3 separate regions of the Zea mays genome follow, and regions 1 and 2 are each linked to region 3. A link is a contact called in public Hi-C data. All regions are on one chromosome and are shown on one strand. The core of a region is the stretch at or near the end of the contact, and the rest is flanking DNA. Distances in the headings are between cores, read along the strand shown. Region 1 has its middle 4.4 kb from the start of LOC103641464. Region 2 holds the start of LOC103641465. Region 3 holds the start of LOC100191950 (Glycerol-3-phosphate dehydrogenase SDP6 mitochondrial).

Evidence for each region. Hi-C and Micro-C count contacts between places; a contact is called where the count stands out from the background.
Region 1: a Hi-C map of ear shows a contact between it and region 3, with 1.6 times the contacts expected there. The contact joins the enhancer-like site here to the promoter of LOC100191950 in region 3. A contact is called at or near these places in 3 of 25 Hi-C or Micro-C datasets (ear, leaf and tassel).
Region 2: a Hi-C map of tassel shows a contact between it and region 3, with 4 times the contacts expected there. The contact joins the promoter of LOC103641465 here to the promoter of LOC100191950 in region 3. A contact is called at or near these places in 4 of 25 Hi-C or Micro-C datasets (bundle sheath, ear, leaf and 1 more).

Annotation. Positions count from the first base shown.
Region 1 is chr10:99,137,267-99,140,483 of Zm-B73-REFERENCE-NAM-5.0, forward strand. No RefSeq gene overlaps it. Among protein-coding and RNA genes, the nearest start is that of LOC103641464, 4.4 kb to the left of the region's middle. Within about 2 kb of position 1,950, at least 6 of the 20 cell types and tissues checked have an H3K27ac peak or open chromatin away from gene starts, as enhancers often do. A contact at or near this core is called in ear, where this site is marked.
Region 2 is chr10:99,229,157-99,232,292 of Zm-B73-REFERENCE-NAM-5.0, forward strand. LOC103641465 reads left to right here and starts at 1,693. Exons shown (of 8, transcript XR_004853210.1): 1 at 1,693-3,136.
Region 3 is chr10:98,977,673-98,980,985 of Zm-B73-REFERENCE-NAM-5.0, forward strand. It overlaps LOC100191950 (Glycerol-3-phosphate dehydrogenase SDP6 mitochondrial), which reads right to left and starts at 1,510. Exons shown (of 7, transcript NM_001137374.1): 1 at 1,132-1,510. The coding sequence starts at 1,486. LOC103641462 (a long non-coding RNA gene) reads right to left here. Exons shown (of 3, transcript XR_560333.3): 2 at 2,748-2,799; 3 at 2,597-2,647. It also overlaps the pseudogene LOC103642657.

The DNA of each region.
Region 1 (3,217 bases), core at 700-3,199, 160 kb after region 3:
ACATGGTGATTAGCGAGCTAGCAACGCCATCACTGTATAAGAACCCTGCCTTCACGACGGAGGCATGCATGCTTGCTCCTATAACCCATGCCGACATACACGCTGATGCCTCCAATACAGTAGCAAAGGCTACATCATCCGGCAGTGCTACCATGCTCCACCCTCCCCACGCTAAGCACCAACAAAAAATAGTGCAAAGTGAGCACTCGAACTCACACCCTTCTACTTTAGAAATTTGGGGCTAACCACAAGACCACATATACTTTAGTGTTTAGTGTTTAAAAGTAAACAATAATTATATTTGCAGTCTAGGCGCCCTCTCCATGTCCTCCGCCTCGTGGCAACGCACGGGCACATACCTAGTTTACATCTAAATTACCAATCAACCTATGCCATTATTGACAGATAATTTTCGGCAACATGTTAAATTTACATCTAAACTACCAACCTTTGTCATTATTAAAATAAACTGAAACAAAATAATATAGTATATATGTTTTTATGTTATCCACTTCTAGCACAATTAATATTTAAAAACACTATCTCAACAGATGCGCTATTGTCACTATGCATACAAAGTATACATGCATGAATAAGCTACAAGGACACAATTTTTGTAGCTTAGCAATCAAGGAAAATGTTCCCCTAATGAATCACATGAAACTAATAATTTATTTTGAATTATATTAATACCCCATGACAGTAAACTGTGTGATTTGTTAAATACCTCAAATTGGCAACATATCAGGTGCAAACCAGGTTTCCTTGTAAACTTCGTGCAAACCAACTAACAAATGTCACAAAAAATATAGATGTACTTCATTTCCTACTCTACCACTGTATAAAAAAGAGAAAATTATATCCACTTTGAAGGGTTCAATTTGGATATAATTTTTTTCTCTTTTTGTATCTCTTAACATATGATGAATTTGAAATTAATTATTTTTTGAGAATTTTTTGTGGCTTTTGCTAGTTGGTTTGCACGGAAACCTGGTTTGTACCTCATACGTTGCCAAATTTATATATTTTGACAAAGCCATTATAATATAACAGTGATCATAGTTTCATCTATTTTTATTTAGAAAATTACTACACATTATTACTTAATAGAGAAAATTTGATATCTTAAGCGTCATAGTGTACGCAAAATAAGTGTTTATCCCGTTATAGTCACATTTAAATGTTAAAGATAATGTCCATGTTACAAAGACAGCAAACAATTACAACATATAGATTGCACACATGGCATGCATGGCGTCCATCCAAGCACTTATATTCACTTAAAAAAAAGCAGAAAGGAAAGATGGATGCATATATAGCATGGATCGATCCCGGCCGGCAGGTCGTCGTCGATCGTTGGTGAAGAATTCCGATCAGGTGCGCAGGAAGACGTCGAGCTCGAGGACGACGTCGTGGTAGTCGCTGCTCCAGCTCTTTGTCTTGAAGAGGACGTAGCCCGTCGCCATGCGGAAGCTGCCCGTGCCGCCGACCACCGGCAGCTCGCGCACCGGAGCGAGGAGGTCGTTCCGGCCAACCACGACCACCGTGCTCCCGGTGTAAGGTGGGTAGTCCGTGAGCACCACGGTCAGGGACATGATAAGTACCGACTCCTGCCGGGACGCCATCACGTGGAACTCCTGCACGCGCCCCACCACCGGGGACGTCCGGTTCGGCTCTGCCGTCAGCACGTCATCCACCACCCTCGTGTCGCCGAAGCAGCCGTACGACCCCCTCCCCGCCGGCAGCGGCGGGCCGGTGCAGTTCACGACCACCACGGCCGTGCTGTTGGGGCCGGCGTCTTTCTCGTGCATGTACAAGTGTAGGTGGTGCATGCTGGGGCCATCGCCGGCGGCGACGATCACGGCCGGCAGCTGCAGCAGCACGGCCCCTACTACTAGAGCAACACAGGTGTACATCACGCTACTACCTACCTGCTTGCTTTGGTAGGAGCTGTTGACATGCTGCAAGCCATATATATAGGCATGCACGGTGTCAGCCAGCTATAGGACAGCAGAGGATACTAGTAGTATGCATTTTGTAGATGCCCATACGACCTTTTCGCGGCAAATAAAATAGGTCTATGACACAGTAGCACTCAGCATGTAGTCATATGCACATGCTTTGGAACAGATCAAAACTCCACCAACCTAATCCGAGTCCAAACAGGCCGGATTGCAGTATATCTTGGCCAGACAACACAAGCAAGATTAAAGAATCATTGCAATGCTTGACGTGCGTGATAACCTGCAGCATCACCAGTAAGGCAGTAATGAGCTATAGTTTAATCTGATGTCATTGCCTCATAGAGAGAACCGAACTCACTAGCAACAAGGATTAATGCATGAGTTGAAAGCACCTGAGCTATCATAATTTCTTCTGCCTGTATGGGGTTTTCATGAGTTTTAGTGGTGGGGTTGCCTTGTGCTTCTTCGATAGGATTTTTTTGAATCTCCGGCGCCTCATAGGTAGAACCACAAACAACACTGCACATGATTTTCGACGCCACAATTATTTTCGGCAGTCAGAGCTCGACCACCAAAAATAAAGAATTATTTTCGGCGGCGGACAGAGGCGGTCGAAAATACGTCTTTTTTAAATCGCGGTAGGCTTTCTTTCTTCTTCTTTCTTCCCTGTTTCTTCCTTTTATCGACGCCGCGCGCCCACATGACCAAACGCCGTCACGTCACCCGACGTCCGCCTCGTCACCCCCCGCCCTGGCCTGCACAACCCTGGAACCGTCGCCGCCCGGGCTCCCGTCCGCTGCTGCCCCTGGCCCCTGTTGCCCGGCCGTCGCCGAGCCCTTCTCCATTAAAATGTTATTTTTTGCATATTTTATTCCATATTTTTGGCAGACGTTATTTAATTATCACTGAAATTAGTATATATTTGTAATTGTGCTTGTTTGATTAGTGTGTAATTAGTATTATTGTTTAGTTTGATTCTATTAATGTATTAGTGGCATATGTGGCTCAGTAATTAGGGGCATATTGTAATTGTGGCATTACTTTTATATTAATATGTGGTACTATTACATTATTAATTTTATAAGTACATTATATTGGTATGTAGTACATTTGCATTATTAGTGGTATGTGGTACTTAGTCTGATTTGATTAATAGCATATCATTCTTTGTTTTATAAGTAATATATTGTTTAGTGGCAGCGAGTTTATGTTGCCGAAATTTTCTTTGGTCCTGCTAGCTTGTGGGTTTAGGA
Region 2 (3,136 bases), core at 443-2,942, 250 kb after region 3:
GCCACCCTCGCTTGAGCTATCAATGGTCTCCTTTGGTATTTCCCATTCGTTAATAAGGGGCCATACTTGTAGGATTATGGGGAGGCTACACTAGCGAAAAACAAAATTTTCGACCCCATAAAACCAAGAACTACTGCGGTTATAGGTCATGGAATTACCACTAGACGCGCAGGGCAGCGGAAGACGTCTCGATGTAGACGAACGCGTCGAGCAGTGCCGTGCAGTCGCCGGTGTCCTTCACGTCCTCGTGTGGTTCGCCCTAGTGCTCCAAATGCAGCACCTCCGAGGTATCCACACGTACAGGGAGGAAGCGCCGTGTACCGAACTGCTAGATTCGCGACGGCGGCTTCGCGAGGGCGAGAGGCGAGCGACTGCTCATTTGCTGGTGGCGAATTAGGGTTAGCCTAACCGTGCCCCTGGCCCTCATTATATAGGCGTTATGGTGGGCTTCTGACTCCGAGGCCCATCAGTAACCCTAAAGCCCAGTCTAAGTTCGGATCTAATCTGAGTTAGGCTTCCTTCCCCTTAAGTGTGTGACCCTATAGGTTCACTTACAAATAGACATGGCCCGAGTACTCTTACTTGGCCCAATAATTGACAGCGACCTCTAGCAAAACATGTCAACTCCTATGTGCACGTAAAGATCATATCTGATGAATCATTGCAACATTACGTATATGTTGTTCCCTTTGTCCTACGATATTTGGTCTGGCTCTAAGCTGACCACTCTTTCTCGATACTGTGAATTAGAATCCTTTCAATGGTTAACTCTTAACCCTAGCACGACTATGCATTTCTTGATCCAATCACTCGAGGGGCCCAGAGATATCTCTCTCAAGAAGAGAGGGACAGATTGTGATATCCTGGCCCCTGAGATGGTGATATCTTGGCCCAAGGCTTAATAGAATTAATAGATTATCCATACCAACAAGGTGCATCTTCTTTTTCAGAAGCCTGTCTCGAAAGAACCTCCAAGTTAAGCGTGCTTGGCTTGGAGCAATTTAGGATGGGTGATCGACCGGGAAGTTTTCTCGGGTGCACACGAGTGAGGACAAAGTGTGCACAAAAGACTCGTGTTGGTCTGTGGGGACAATATATGATTCTAGAGAACTGCCAGGAGTAAGTACCGCCGGTCCAGGGATTGAACGGGGTGTTACAAGTGGTATCAGAGCCAACCCTCGAGGTTTCACGGGCGTGTGTGGGCTAGGGGGTTTGGGTATATGGCGCATGGCGCATGTGGGCCCGGAGTGGTCACATGGCATGGTAGGGGGTTCGGGTATATGGCGCATGGCGCATGTGGGCCCAGAGTGGTCACATGCACTACACCAAAAACATACACTTCCTACGGTTTTTTAACTTCCTACAACTTTTATAACAAACCGTAGGAAATAAATAACTTCCGAGAGGCAACTGGTAGCTCTAGGAAATAAACATAACTTTCTACGGTATTTTATAAAAGCTGTAGGAAGTTAGCTTTTACATGCTGACCATGTGTGCGGTCAAGCGAGCCGCTAACTTCCTACGGCCGCCTCTAGAAACAAATCTATTTAAAAAGTACTAATGTTTATATATGGTAGGAAATTGTTAATTTTTCCTTATTCTAAAAAATGTAGAAAAACATCCATCACCATTATCTCTTGATGAGTTAAAGTTGACAATTACTTGCGTCACTTATGCTTTGGCTCCTGCGACGCTGCGGCTATGGGCCGCTATTGCGCTCAAAAGAGTAAAAAACCGACAGCGACAGGGCAAGGAGCCAGGGCCGCTCCGCTCCGCTCCGCTCGTGCTCTGCTCCTGCTCTCTCTCTCTCTCGGCGTCGATTGGGCGACCGCCGCCGCCTCCCCCAGGTCTTCGCTGGGCCCGTCGCCGGCGCCGAGCACCCACCAGGTACGTCCATCCATTCTCATCCCCACTCCCTAGGTGCTGTACGAAACCGAGCACCCAAACCCTAACTTAATCTATTTGGCTATTTGTATTCGGATCTGATTCCAATCAAAGCGCTAAGAATGGTCGCTGGCTTATGTGAAATTCTCTGTGGCTACGAACTCCCCCTGTGTCCAGCCTAGCATGCCCCTGAGGCGTACACCTGCCGCCATCTCCTTCCCCTGTCGTCGTATAGATGAGCAACTGAATTAGCAAACCTAGGTAACGTGTGATATTGCCTAAGCTGCATCTCCACACAAAGTTACTAATTGTTTTGCCTTTGTAATGGCATGATTCAGTTTAAGATATTGTGATTGTAGTACTTTTGGGCAGGGGATAAAACAATTTTTGTTATGGCTGATCTGTTAGCCCTAAGGAATTTGTTACTGCTTTTTAGGAATTATATATACTAGTTATAGATGAGCAAATGAATTAGCACACCTGGATAATGTATGCTTCTATTGCCTAAGCTGCATCTCCATACAAAGTTAGTAATTAGCAGACCCCTATTTAATATGTTTGGTTCGAATCTTACACTGGTCTTGCATTGTCTTATGCATGGCACATGGCAGTATGATCAGTGACTCAGTTTTACTTTGAAATTAAGCTACTTGCAGGTACATGGTAGTTGCTTTTTGCTGGGTGAGTGATATGCGTGGCACATGGCTTTATGTATTGTTTCTTTTCAATCAGTGAGTGATATTTCTTGAATTCTCTTAAAACTTCATTAGGATCTTTGAGGTTTGATGCAACAGCTGAAGTTTAGTTTTCTATTTATACCACTGGAACTTCGTCCCGTTCAGTTCCTGATAAGCTAAGTGCTTGTCCCTGAAATAGAATTTGTAATCAACAAACCAGTCACATGTTTGTTGCATTCTTCAGGATGAAACTGAGCCCGCTATGTATTCTTTTTCACTGTTTATAATTGTTGTTTCCTAATATACTACTGTGAATGCTTGTTCTTTGTTTATTTTCGTATATTGTTAATTCCTAATATACATAATTTCCCCAAATAACATGATAATAAATATCGGAAAAGTGGAGAACTGAACGACAATGTTTAGCGCAATGGTGAACAGTGCTTTATAGTTGGCATTAATCTTAGTTCCTACATGTTGTTAATATGTAGTCTATATACTTTGATTATTTTTTATTGATTACAAAATATTGGGAGGACCATAATAATTTTGAAAAAAATGCTTGGATTGTTTCT
Region 3 (3,313 bases), core at 260-2,759:
GCTAAATTAAGTTTTTTCAATCCCAAAAGGCACAAAAACACTGGTGCAGGTATATCTTGTTTGTAATTAAGCCTTTTCCTGTTTCACAAAGTAAAAGTATTTTTAAAAATTACAAAAATTTTACGCAGTCTTTATAGTATGTTCATCCATGCATTTGTTTCAAGCTAGAAATGTATCTGCAAATGATATTACTATGGCAGAAAGCAGAATAAATTTATTGCATCAGTATTCAGTAAGAGGGAACACAAGAGCAAGACATTTTCAAAGTAACAGGGAGAAAGTTAACCTTATATCTTTGTTGGGTCAAAGTTAACAGCAAATTAGACATAGTTGGCACAGTATATCAAGTGAAAACCAACTAATTTTAGGAACCTTGGAAAAGGTTTTGGTTTGACCATCAAATCGACATGAAAAAGTCCCAACAAAGTTGAGTAATAAGAACCTTAGGAAACATTCTTATGAAATGCATTGTTAAGTTCATTTTCTGTTCCCCTAGCTCATTTTGAAATTATCCTTGAAATTTTAGAACGTAACTCAATATCCAGGATTGCCTAATAAATCTTTATGGGATCTTTTATGTTTTCACCTCATATGTCTCTTAATGTACAAGTAAAATAAAATACAATTAGAGAATGTCTAGATGCAAGATGAGCCTCATCTTTTGAATGTAGCATGGATAGTCTAATGGACAGTAAACATTTTATCAACATGTTGACAAATAGCATCAGTCAGGAATGGTCAGTACCACAATACAGGTTCCTAGACAGGCATAAACATATATTAGGAATAAATTTGCATTGCTCAAATAAAGCCAGGGCTTGCTAAGAGCAAATATTGTGCCACTAGCAAAGTAGTGCAATGCCATCGTAGGACAGGTATTTCCAACACAAATTCAACAGATCCACTTGCTAATGTAGCCAGACAATAATTGTATGTGCTATTAAGATAGTGCATAGCACTACCGACCTAACATCACCAAGCATCAAATAGGGCACATTAGTTCATCAAACTGTTACACTCTTGGTCAGACTGCTGACTGTGGTACTCTAATAAAGGATTCGTAGCAGCTGAAATTTGGGAAAACACAGGAGGGGGGTCCGTAGACCCCAGGGTTTGGACAAGACCACGCACCGCCATGGATGAGTTTGGTGGATCGGGAGGAGGTTCCAGAAGAGAAATCCTCGCGCTCCACAAGGCCTACACGGAGCCCGCGGGTGGCGGCATCGAGCGCGACGCCGCATCCGGTGGCGCCGCCGCCAACGACGAGCACGTCTAGGGGCTCAGCAGGGGTGGACCCTGCCAGCGCCGCACGCTGCGCGTCTCGCAGGGGCGGCGTGGCCCCCGACCGCGCAACACGCTGCCTTGCCGCTTCTAGGGCGGCGGCGGACGGGTCGGTGGCGGAAGCCGATGAGGCGGCGAGGACAGCGGCGAGGGTGGAGGAGGCAGCTAGGGCGGCACCGGCGCGGCGGAGGCGCCACGTGGCCATGGCGGCGCCTGACGCGTTGCTTGGATTGTTCGGTTGCGGCTGGCGCCGGCGGGCGGAAGTTGGAAGGAAAGGGGTAGTAGCGTTGGGAGGCGAATCGTGTGTTTGGCCGGTAAGGGCATCTACAAATCTAATAAATACTACGTACCTGTTTTTAAGAGATTATTGCTATTATAGGTCTATGCCCGTGCGTTGCTACGGGTGTATTAAAATGCATAACAATGTTAGTGCCAATGTGTCATTATATAGGAACTAATCCTTAGTAATACTGCACTCTTGTAACAGAAGTATCATCACACCAATACAAGCGGGCAAACTCAATAGTCGTCCAAAGCGAAACAACAAATTTGCCGCAAGCTGCCTACTGCTGGGCGCACTGCACCCTCTGCCCACCGCCTGGCACATCATCTCCTCGTCGTAGGCCTCCTGGTGCTGCTGCTGCCGCCTCCGTATCTCCTCTTTGATGTTCACGTCATAGGGCATCGTATCTTCGCACTCGTCCAGCTCCATGTCAGTGTACTGTGATACTGGCTTGGGCGGGAGAACAGCCTCCAGGGCCTTGCACTGCTCCAGGCTCAACGAGTCCGGGAACTCCACCGAGAAGTGGATGTACAACTTGCCCTTCATGAAGGGCCTCTGATACATGGACATGCCTTCATCGTTGATTGCCTTGAAAGAAGCTGCACAAATTTAAAATAATCATAATCATATGTCAGAATCAAAGCCATGAGAATGGAATTGGATTGTTGACAACTGACACGGTACCACCAAGACACCAACAACATTTTTAGATATTAAATTTTGTTACAACATAAAAGGAATTGCAGATTTCCAATAAAAGTGTGACCATCAAAGACAATAGCTTTAACTAACAAATCAACACCATCTATATCAACTAAAAAATAGGTTGTCCGTATTTGCATAAAGAAATACCAGGAAAACAGTGAATATCAGGAAAAATAATTGGCAGATATGACAAAAACTTAAACATCACAATTTTGAGCAGCAACAATGTAAAGGCATCATCAGTGGCGCATGTAAAATATATACCGTGTCAAGTAGTATCCCCGAATGATCTCCAAAACTTAGCTGCACAATAGTCGCATCACGGTCTGAGTCCTGATCTATCTAGACAACTGGGACTGGGATTGCCTCATCAGATGTCTGGGGTGATAATTTTCCCAAGAATACACATTAAAAAGCAAACTGAATAAATACAGAAGTGGCGTCTGCCACTGATTAAACCAGTCGTGTGAAATCATACCGTTGAAGAAGCTCCCAACACATTAGCTGAGTTGATAGATTGGCAACAAATTCTGGGAAGATTTACAAAACACAAAGATTAGTACATATGTTGTGAAGATTTACAAAAGACAAAGATTATTAGTACATATACAGTGTATATAGAACATGGAAGTATTATACAGGACAGATCTATCTATTACTATCATGTATATACTATAACTTAGGAATTAAGAAACAATAGAGTTGGGGATGAAGAGATACGAGATGGCAGACATAACTTCCCAAATGAATCCTACTACTGCACAACTTATCATAGGCGCAGGCAAAATTTCCCATATACATACACCAATCTAACAAATCATCAACGGACAACTCTACGAGACCATCGAACAACGCTGAATTAGACGGTCTAAATGGAAAAAAAATCTATGCAGAGATCGTGTATAAGTAAAACCCATGGAGCACAGGCTAGAGGCGTCCAATCATGCTGATGCTAAAATCCTTCCGTCTAATCAATCTGCTCACGGCACATGGTAGACGGAGATGTTCGATCCGGCTGTTTACGCGAGTTCGATCCAACTGATC